Regions from separate parts of the Zea mays genome. Here region 2 is linked to region 1. A link is a contact called in public Hi-C data. All regions are on one chromosome and are shown on one strand. Each heading gives the region's core, a stretch centred on a gene start, on an enhancer-like site or on the middle of the called end of the contact. The rest is flanking DNA. Distances are from core to core; before and after follow the strand shown.

Region 1 (4,726 bases), core at 1,336-3,835:
ATGCCTCTCTCACGCCCTCTCATGCTTGTAAACCTTTTGCCTCTTAGGGTTTTTTCTACAGTCTGCTAGAGCCTAATATATCAGGTGAGGGTTTGCTACCCCGTCGAAAGAATAAAAAAGCATGGGATTGCTTCAAAGCATCATCTGCCAGTTCATTTTGATATAAAAGGCTATCAGTAGTATTATCAGGGATACATGATGTTACCTTAACAATGATAATATGAAAAAGGCAGCCGATTTCAGTGCGCTATGGGATTGTTTCAAAGTGCCATTGTCAGTTCATGCACCTTGCATTGGTTTTTTCCCTATGCATCCCTATGTAAACATTTATAACTGTTTGAAGTGGTGGCTGTGACGCATAATGTATTTTTGCTGAAGGCTTGAAATTCATTCGTTTTCCTTTTGTAGCAGATATTTTTTATGCAAGGACTGCCCCTTCAGCAGGGAGGTGTGGGACAGAATCTTGTCTTGGACGAACCTTTCGTCCTTTAGGGGATCTATGGCTCTGAATCCTTGTATGATTGGTGGAGGAATCTGAGAAGTAGGTGCAACAAGCATTCGAGAAGATCCTTTGATGGCCTTATGATTTACTTTTGGTGGAGCATTCGGTTAGAAAGGAACAATAGAATCTTCCATAGTTAGCTTAGATCAGTGGAGCAGGTCGCGTTAGTGGTCAACGAGTTAGTTGGTTGTTTCCAGGGTTCGGCTGGCTAGTAGGTCTGCTCAGTAGGTTTGTTCAGTATAGTTTGCTTGTAGTCTTGTAAGTCGTTTCGGTTCCCTATAATTTCCTATTAGTTTTACTCCTTCTAATATATTGGAGTGCCAAATCTTTTGTCTCTCCTTTTCAAAAAAATATATATTTTTAGAAAAATAAACCTCAACTTTTTTCCCTAGGAATATGTGCAGTTAGATGATCATAGAGCCGTTGCGTTTCTGCTGACTTGTGAAAGTTCCTTTCTGTATGCGTGCTATTGATGTGGGCAGCGAGCTTTGGAAAGCGGTATTTACCAACGTACCAGACCATTACTGAAAATACATTTAGGGCTTGTTCGGTTATTCCCAATACACATGGATTGAATGAGATTGGAAAAAATTGAGAAAAACTTTGACTTGTTTGGGATTCAAACACATCCAATTCCACTCAATCCACATGGATTGAGAGCTAACCGAACAAGCCCTTATAGTGTATTTGGTTCGTGGAGTCACTCTATACTTCATGAGGTGATGTATCTTAAGTTCATTCCATCAATTTTGGTGGAATCAACCCACTCTTCATCTATATACTAATTATTAGTTTATGAGGAATAGGGTGGTGATGGATCATCTCATTCTATTACACAAACCAAATAAAAAAAGTGAATGAGAAGAAGATGAATCACTTTATTCCTCAAACCAAACACACTATTAATCTTTGGAGCTTAGTTTAGTGTTTAGTAGCGGCTGTAAAAAAAAGGCCCAGCTTAATTTAACCGTCATGGAAAAAGAGCCACAACCTCGCCAGCAAAGCATCTTCTTGTGAGGGAAGTCCAGGCGTGTGTATTAGCATTATTCATTTCTCGTTGGCGTGATGCGCTACTAGAGATGGCAATGGGTACCCGAAACCCAAAACCCGATGGGTTTTTACCCCATTAGGGTACGGGTTTGGGTCAATTTTCATACCCATGGGTTTGTTAATGGGCATAAATCTATACCCGGCGGGTTTATGGGTACGGGTTTGTTCCTATAGTACCCAAACCCGTGAACCCGTGGGTTTTTTAAACCCGACCAAACCTAGTGCATATTGTCATTTTATTTTATAAACGACCAACAAACTTGTTATTCCTTATTTACTTCATAATTTTTATCAATTGGTGAATGCATCAGTAGTCGGTGAGAGTGTTGCTTGCTTGCTATTATAGTTTTTACTAGCGTTATATATGTGGTGGATGGATAACTTAGTGCAAGGTCACTTAATTATACAACTTATTATTTGTATTTCATTCTCTCTACTAATAATTTTTATACCAAATCATGAACTCGTTGTTCATTACATAGATTTTGGATCATGATCTCATTAATCATTACGATACTTATTGATTATGAGAAGAACAAGTATATTGGAGATGAAACCCGCGGGTAACCCATGGGTACCCGCTAACCCGACGGGTACGGGTTTGGGCAAAATCTCAAACCCGTCATGGGTACGGGTTTTTTAACGGGCATGGATATTTTTCACGGGTACGGGTTTGGGACGGCAAAACCCAGCGGGTTTGTACCCGTTGCCATCTCTATGCGCTACACTGCAGGTCGTGCATGCATCTGGGTTAGGCTTGCGCTCTGTGCTCTTTTGACCGGTGTGATCGGAGACAAAAGGTGGCCCTTGACACCTCCACAAGGCCGTTCCAGCAGCCACCGGACCCGAAGCTCCCGAGCGGCCGCTCTCGGCCGACCCCAGCGCCCAATCACCTCTCGGTGCCTGCTTACGGCTGGGCTGGCTCACCAACACAGCACGCCCAGATCAAATACGACCCCCATCAAAGCACACAACTTGGACAACGACTGTTTTTTTATATAAAAAAATGTGTTAGCGGCTGCTAATCAACCAACCAACCAGCCAGCCCTGCCTGACTGCCTCTCCAACCAGCGGGAGCGAGCGGGTCGTCCCTTCCGCCACCTCAAGAGCTCACTGCTGGCCCTGACTGAGGCCCTCGGCCCTCCTCCAGTCCCCTCCGCGGCTCCGCCTCTATTAAACCCTTGTCCCTTCGGCGAGACTCCTCTCCTCCTTCAGATCAACCCTCCCCTCCCCGGCCCGACGCCCCTCGCCCCCCCCCTCCTGACCAGCCATGGCGACCGCTGCTGCTGCGTCCCGGGTACGCGCGCTCCTCCCGTCCGTGCACCCGCTTCCGCTTCGTGCGCCGCTGACTCGGTCTCCGTCCCTCCCTCTCTCTCTCTGTTGACCTGCCCTGCAGGTGGCTGTCTCGGCGCCGGTCTTCGGTTCGGACGGCGGCGCCAGGAGCTCCGGGATCAAGGTGCGTGCCGCGGCGCCGGAATCTCGCCCCGTCTGCTGCTTTTTTTTTTCTCTCCCTACGAGGGAATCTTCTGCGATTCGGTCGGCGGCGGCGGCGGCGGCGGCGGCGCTGGGTTGGTAGATGACTGAATAGTTTGACTAATGGGTAGTTCCCGTAGTACTAGATTGGTAACAACAGGGAGTCAGAGCTCGAATGTTAGATGCCGTTGCTAGATCGAGGCTAGGCGCTGTTCTGCGCGGATCGGTTTGATGAATGGCTTGTATAGGCCATCCGTAACCCTGCATGCACATCTTCAGTAATTCAGAGCGCTCGCTGCTGAAACTCGGCGGTGTACCTGTCAGCCATTCTATTCTATATTTCTATGCCGATGATTCTGAACTCGCGGCGATGAAGGCTATAGACGGCGCACTAACTTCTAAGCTTGGCCTTTCGTTGTGCTCCAGGGCAACAACAATGTTAGCTTCGGCAGCAAATCATGGGTCGGCGGCACATTGGCCTGGGAGAGCAGCTGCTCGGTGCGGCCCAGGCGCGCCAGCAAGGTGCTCTGCATGTCCGTCCAGCAGGCGAGCAGGAGTAAGGTCTCCGTCGCGCCGCTCCATCTCGAGAGCGCCAAGGAGCCACCTCTCAACACGTACAAGCCCAAGGAGCCCTTCACGGCCACCATTGTCTCGGTGGAGAGTCTGGTCGGCCCCAAAGCTCCGGGGGAGACTTGCCACATCGTTATCGACCATGGTGGCAATGTGCCGTACTGGGAGGGCCAGAGCTACGGCGTCATTCCTCCTGTAAGTATTCCCTTCTCTCTGTCATTTCCTTTGTCTGAGAACATAACATTAGTTTTCTTCACACTTGGTGTCATTATCGTATAAAGAACAATCAACTTTACCTTTGCATGGTGCTAAACTGCTAAATGTATTATTCTCTACAGATAAATATAGGCATACTGATGTCCTTTTCGAATATGTAGATATTGTTTTCAATATACCATGTGGCATAATGTTAGACGACCAGGCTAAAGGGAAAAAATGTTATGGTCTATGATTCACAACATGGCATCTTTACATCAAAAATTGTTTCGATTAATCTTAAATTACTATTTTTTTTATTCATTTCCTTTTATTACTCATCATATTTTCTCTTCACGCTCATTGATCTCTGAACCTTGTGTGCACTTTCATCTGTTAGGGAGAAAATCCTAAAAAGCCTGGAGCCCCACAAAATGTCCGGCTTTATTCAATTGCATCGACTAGGTATGGAGATAACTTTGATGGGCGAACCGGAAGCTTGTGTGTCCGCCGTGCAGTTTATTATGATCCTGAGACTGGCAAGGAGGACCCCTCAAAGAATGGTGTCTGCAGTAATTTCCTGTGCAACTCAAAACCTGGGGACAAGATTCAATTAACAGGTAACTTCCTGATGGATGAAAAGGCACTCCTGTTTGTTTATAATGTTTTATGACAGCCTCTTAGTCCTAACCGCAATGCTACTTCTTTAGTTCTTTTTCTTAATGTAGTCCCTGAAATTCACCTGGTAGATGATCCATTTGTCATTTCTTAGAATCTATACAATGGAACACTAGAGATGAAATTAAGACATAGCAGGAAAAAAAACCATGCTTCCAACACATTAAGAAACAAGAGGTAGTTATCGGTGTCACAGATTTGCAGCATTCTGATTTAACCATGTGCAGAACATGTTGAAACACTAACTACTGCAACAAA
Region 2 (4,726 bases), core at 614-3,113, 640 kb before region 1:
CTAAATATAGAGAACGCTGCTCGATCCTCTATATAGAGAATTTCTCTCTGTTCTACTCTATCTATTTTAATATTTAAAACAACAGATTTAGCAAAACTAAAATATATATACATTTTAGAGTACTATAAATATGTATGTGTAAAAAATAAAAGTAAAGTATGTTTTGATATTTTTAAAGAAAACTATAAATAATGGATATAGAGGATAGATTTAGAGTAAGTGGCTCGGCACTCTGAGAATAGCAAAAGATTGTTGACCCGGTATATGCGAGGCGCTGGCGCACCAGCCGGCCCTGGCGACTGGCCCGGTATATGCCCGAGCCCGACTAGGAGGAAGACCGGGAGTGCGTCAGGTCACAGGCGTGCGTGCTGCGTACGAGTAAAGTCAATAACCACCGCAAAAGCAGGTTTTGACCCGCAAGTTCCGACCTAAGCTCGCTCATCTTTCCCCAAGGCACATCGACAGCAAAAGAAAATGAATCATGTGTTATAAACAAAACCATGTAATCGAAGGTTGAGGCAATAGAAGAAAATATAATCAAGACGACCGTATCAACGAACCGTATGTATGATACAAAGGCCACGAAAAAAAAAAACTAGAACGAATTACGCAGGCCAGGCGGCCTAGTTCTTATTGACGCCCTTGAGCACGATGGGGAGGACGATGACGAGGATGATGACGAGGAGGATGAGGATGGCGATGCAGGTCCACTTGCGGGTGCTCTTCTGGTGCTTCCGCGCCACCTGCAGCTGCTCGCGTCCGCGGTCGACGAAGGACCTGGCGCGGCCGACGTTGCCCTCGATGTCGTCCAGCTGCTCCCCCTGCGCGGCCACCAGCACGGCCATGTCGTTGAACACCTGCTGCAGCTCCAGCAGGCTGCGCTCCAGCCCCGCCACGGCGCCGTGCCGCTCCTGGATCTCCGCCACCACGCCCAGCACCTCCCCGCGCCCCTGGCCCTGCTCCGCGATGGCGCGCTGCAGGAACCGCTCCCCTTCCCCGGACTCCGCCAGCGCGTCCAGGGTCGCCTCGTCGGGCTGCGCCCCCGTGACCGTGAAGTACCGCCGCGCCACCGTGTCCCGGTACTCGGCCGCGACGCGGGACCGCAGCGACGAGAAGGACTCCATCGAGTCCCGGAGCTTCTTGCGCAGCCCGGCCACGACGGACGTCCGGGTGCGGTCGGTGGAGGAGCCCGGCCCGCACCCGGGCACGGACCGGTTGGCGGCGTTGGCGCGGTCCAGCGACTCGAGGCGCAGCTTCACCACCTTGGCCTTCTTGATCGCCGCGGCCACGTCCGCGTCCATCCGCGCGCGGAGGCCGCGCACGGCCGCCGCGTCGTGCATCGACTTTCCCCCCTCGTTGGCGTCGTGGAGCGACCGCTGGATGCGCTCCAGGTCGCGGAGCTCGTCCTTGATGGACTCCACGTCCTCGAAGAACCTGTCCAGGCTCGCGCCCGCCGCGGCGCCCGGCGGCGCAGACATCTCCACGCCGCCGGACTCGATGTCCCCGCCGTCGCGCTTCCATGAGCTCGAGAACAGGCTGTTCATGGTGGATGGATTGTTCTGTCTCTGGCTGATTGGCTTCCTCACGGGCCAAGGTCGCTTCTAAGGGTTCGCTCCGGCCCGGTGGCCGGTTTCTTGGATCGGGGGGATGAAATGAAATGAAATAGTGGGAGGGGTAGTTGGACAAGGGGGGCGTGGAGATTCAATCAATCATGCGAGATGGAACAAGACGACGGACGCGGAGTTGAAGGAGTCGGCCGTGCCGAGGCATCCATGTGATGTGACGCCGTGGCGGGCGAGGAGACCGTGTGATGAGGAGGCGGCGCGCGCCACCTTGCTCTGAAATGGCAACGCGGGAGGAAGGTGGGACGAAGGAGAGGGCAGAGGGGGGCACGGACACGTACGAGCGAGGGTTCTTGGGGACGCGATGGGTGGTGGGATTCGGCGCGCGGGTCCAGGTCTTTCGCCGGGTCGCCTCGCTGGAAATCCAACGAGCCGTAACTACCAACCACCCGGCACTATCCGATCCATGCTGACCGGCTGATCTGACCCGATCAACCCAACTGCACAGCTACAGATCCACTTGTCTGTCTCGTAACACCGAGACAAGAGAGAAAAGGGCGATACGGTACCCTGTAGCATAGTGTCGTACTGTCGCTTGAGTATCTCTTAGAAGTTAGAAGTACAAGTACTACACCACATGCTGACATGCTGCGTCAGCGTCACACAAGGATCAAGGAGTTCTCGGCGAAGGTACTGGCCAAATGGCCGGGCCGGCGCATGCACTGGATCGAGCAGAAGGCGCCGTGCTCGTCAGCCCGTCGTGCATCTGGCTAGTATCAAAAGAACCCACATGGTATGTTATTCAGAGTCATCACACAGAGTATCATAGCAGTCACATAGTGGTTATGATATCCGAAAACAACTGCACCCTACAGAAGTGCAAATGTGTTCGTATCAGAGGCAAAAGGGGCGACATGATACACTAGCTCTTCGAAGTCACCACAGCAATTCCGTATTGATTATGATCTCCCAAAAACAACGTCATCACACAAAATATCATAGCAATTCCGTAGTGATTACGATCTCCAAAAGACGACATCACGATCAGAAAGAAAAGAAAATATCAAAAATAACAGCACCCCTCAGACACTTGCACCTGATGTGGACAGCTGGACGTCGATACGAGGAACTGAAAAGGGGAATCAACATATACCCATATGGCATAAAGGCTCAAGGCCAGACGATGATTTTTAAAAGGATTGTACAAACAATGAAAAAATACTGTCGCCCATACAACAACAATCTCGAGACGATTGCCTGATTACCTCGTCAAAATTACAGAAAATTTATCGGATCCATCTACCACTACATACTACATTTGCGAAATCGTCTAGCAGCGACAAGTTAAACAGGATGTACAGGAATAGTATATGCTCCTACTAGCCACCATCAACAATTAGACAAGCAAAACTTCTATCGGTATATTCTGTCTGCCAAAAATCCACCAGCAATTACCGTTAGTTTTTGTTCCCAGCGACAATTGTATACATGTACTCACCAGAACTCATCCTTCAAAATGACGTGTAAATATATCGGTACCGAAGCAGAACCATGAGCGTATCCAAGTATATTCAGTCAGGGAACTTCCGGGGCAGATCTTTGCACAAACTGGACTGGCTGGCACCTATTATCATCAGCCCGTTGCAATTGGGTGTAGTTCCTGAGTTTTGCACTGGTCTATATTGACGCTCAAGAAGGTACTTCTTGAATCCTGATAATTACTTAGACACCTTGAAGGACAGTGACATAGAAAGGATAGCCTAGACCACCGCCAGATAACCGGTTCTCATTTTCACCCACATGTGGTCCCTCAGATAGATGCACTTTCCATTGCAGCTCATAATTGGAAAAATTGTATGTGCCCGGTGCAAATATGCACACTTTTAGAGGAACTCTAGCACAACTGTCAGGTTGGAGCTCGATTTGAGCACAACTCAATGAACACCAAACATATGGTGGAATGCTCTTCGAAGATCGCTTCTCTTGATGTGTACTCTTGGAACTAGAGATGGCCTTTACGTCACTTTCCAGTGATACATCATACCATCCACCCTGAGCACTGGTTGAGTCATGAGGATGGACGGTTTTCTCTGGAATTACATCAAAAGTGACCACTCTCACCAAAATCTTATGAGCTTCTGAATTGTGAATGACCAATTGGAGGTTAGCCTCACAATAAGACTTTGAGAAATCATGACTAATTGTCCGAGGCCCTTCCATAAGCCACCATATAGGGTTCTGGCTTAGAGCACTATGAAAACAGAAGATGGGATCAGCAATTATTCAACATCAACAAAGGCCAACGAAGATTGCAACCAACTACATGTTCTATCACTTGCCTGCAATGACATGTGTGATGAGAAAGTAGTTCGAAGTCTGGAGTAGGCTTGGAAGAGTTATCAACTGCCTTTGAGATTAGAACAAAATCAAGAAGGCTGCATGGCCCCTGAACAGTTATCAAGTGTAGGTCAGAATTTTATTAATCATTGATCAAAATAACAAAAAAATTTATGCATGTGCCAGTTTTCCAATCAAGTTTGTGTTAAGTTGACCTTGAATATTTGGGTCAAGAAACTACCCAGAAATCGATTCATCAGACGGTAACTCATGGAACCAGCAAGAAAATAATAGTCAAATGATGCAAGTATGCAACATCAGTGTAATAAATTATAACATAAGAACTAACCTTTGCCATCTTCACTTGCCTGCATCTTTCTTGATGGTGAAAATCAACAAAAGGAGATCGTGCAATGTCAAACAGATCAGTGCTACTTCCTGGACACAAAGCCATATCGCTTGTGCAGGAATCACTTTCTGCCTCTTTACAAGAATCCGCCTCACAATCCTTCAAACAAGCATGCATTGGGAAAATATATCACAACCTTGAATTCACAAGACTTATAAAACAAGAGCATTGAATAAGACAATGGAAACCATCGAAGTGTTCTGTATCTGGCAGTTCATTGAAGAATGTGCCTTCAACCTTAATTTTGAAGAAGTACGACACAGCCTGATTTTCTGATACTGTTTCAACAGAGTTGATTGAACTGCACGCCGCCAATGCTGAAACTGCCCATTTATCACCGACACATGATAACTGATGAAGCACAAATGACTCTGATGGAGTCTTGTTCATGACATCCATGCGAACAATATACTCTTGC

Evidence for each region. A called contact is a pair of places that touch in the nucleus more often than the background predicts.
Region 2: a Hi-C map of ear shows a contact between it and region 1, with 2.2 times the contacts expected there. The contact joins the promoter of LOC100284409 here to the promoter of LOC542713 in region 1. A contact is called at or near these places in 3 of 25 Hi-C or Micro-C datasets (ear, leaf and tassel).

What each region holds. Positions count from the first base shown.
Region 1 is chr1:291,930,203-291,934,928 of Zm-B73-REFERENCE-NAM-5.0, reverse strand. LOC542713 (ferredoxin NADP reductase 1) reads left to right here and starts at 2,585. Exons shown (of 6, transcript NM_001308480.1): 1 at 2,585-2,849; 2 at 2,949-3,008; 3 at 3,452-3,790; 4 at 4,191-4,410. The coding sequence starts at 2,823.
Region 2 is chr1:292,572,813-292,577,538 of Zm-B73-REFERENCE-NAM-5.0, reverse strand. It overlaps LOC100284409 (syntaxin 121), which reads right to left and starts at 1,863. Exons shown (of 1, transcript NM_001157304.2): 1 at 491-1,863. The coding sequence starts at 1,544. The coding sequence ends at 624. It overlaps LOC103644142 (trafficking protein particle complex subunit 8), which reads right to left. Exons shown (of 29, transcript XM_008667340.4): 26 at 4,546-4,726; 27 at 4,249-4,407; 28 at 3,902-4,008; 29 at 2,698-3,813. The coding sequence ends at 3,285.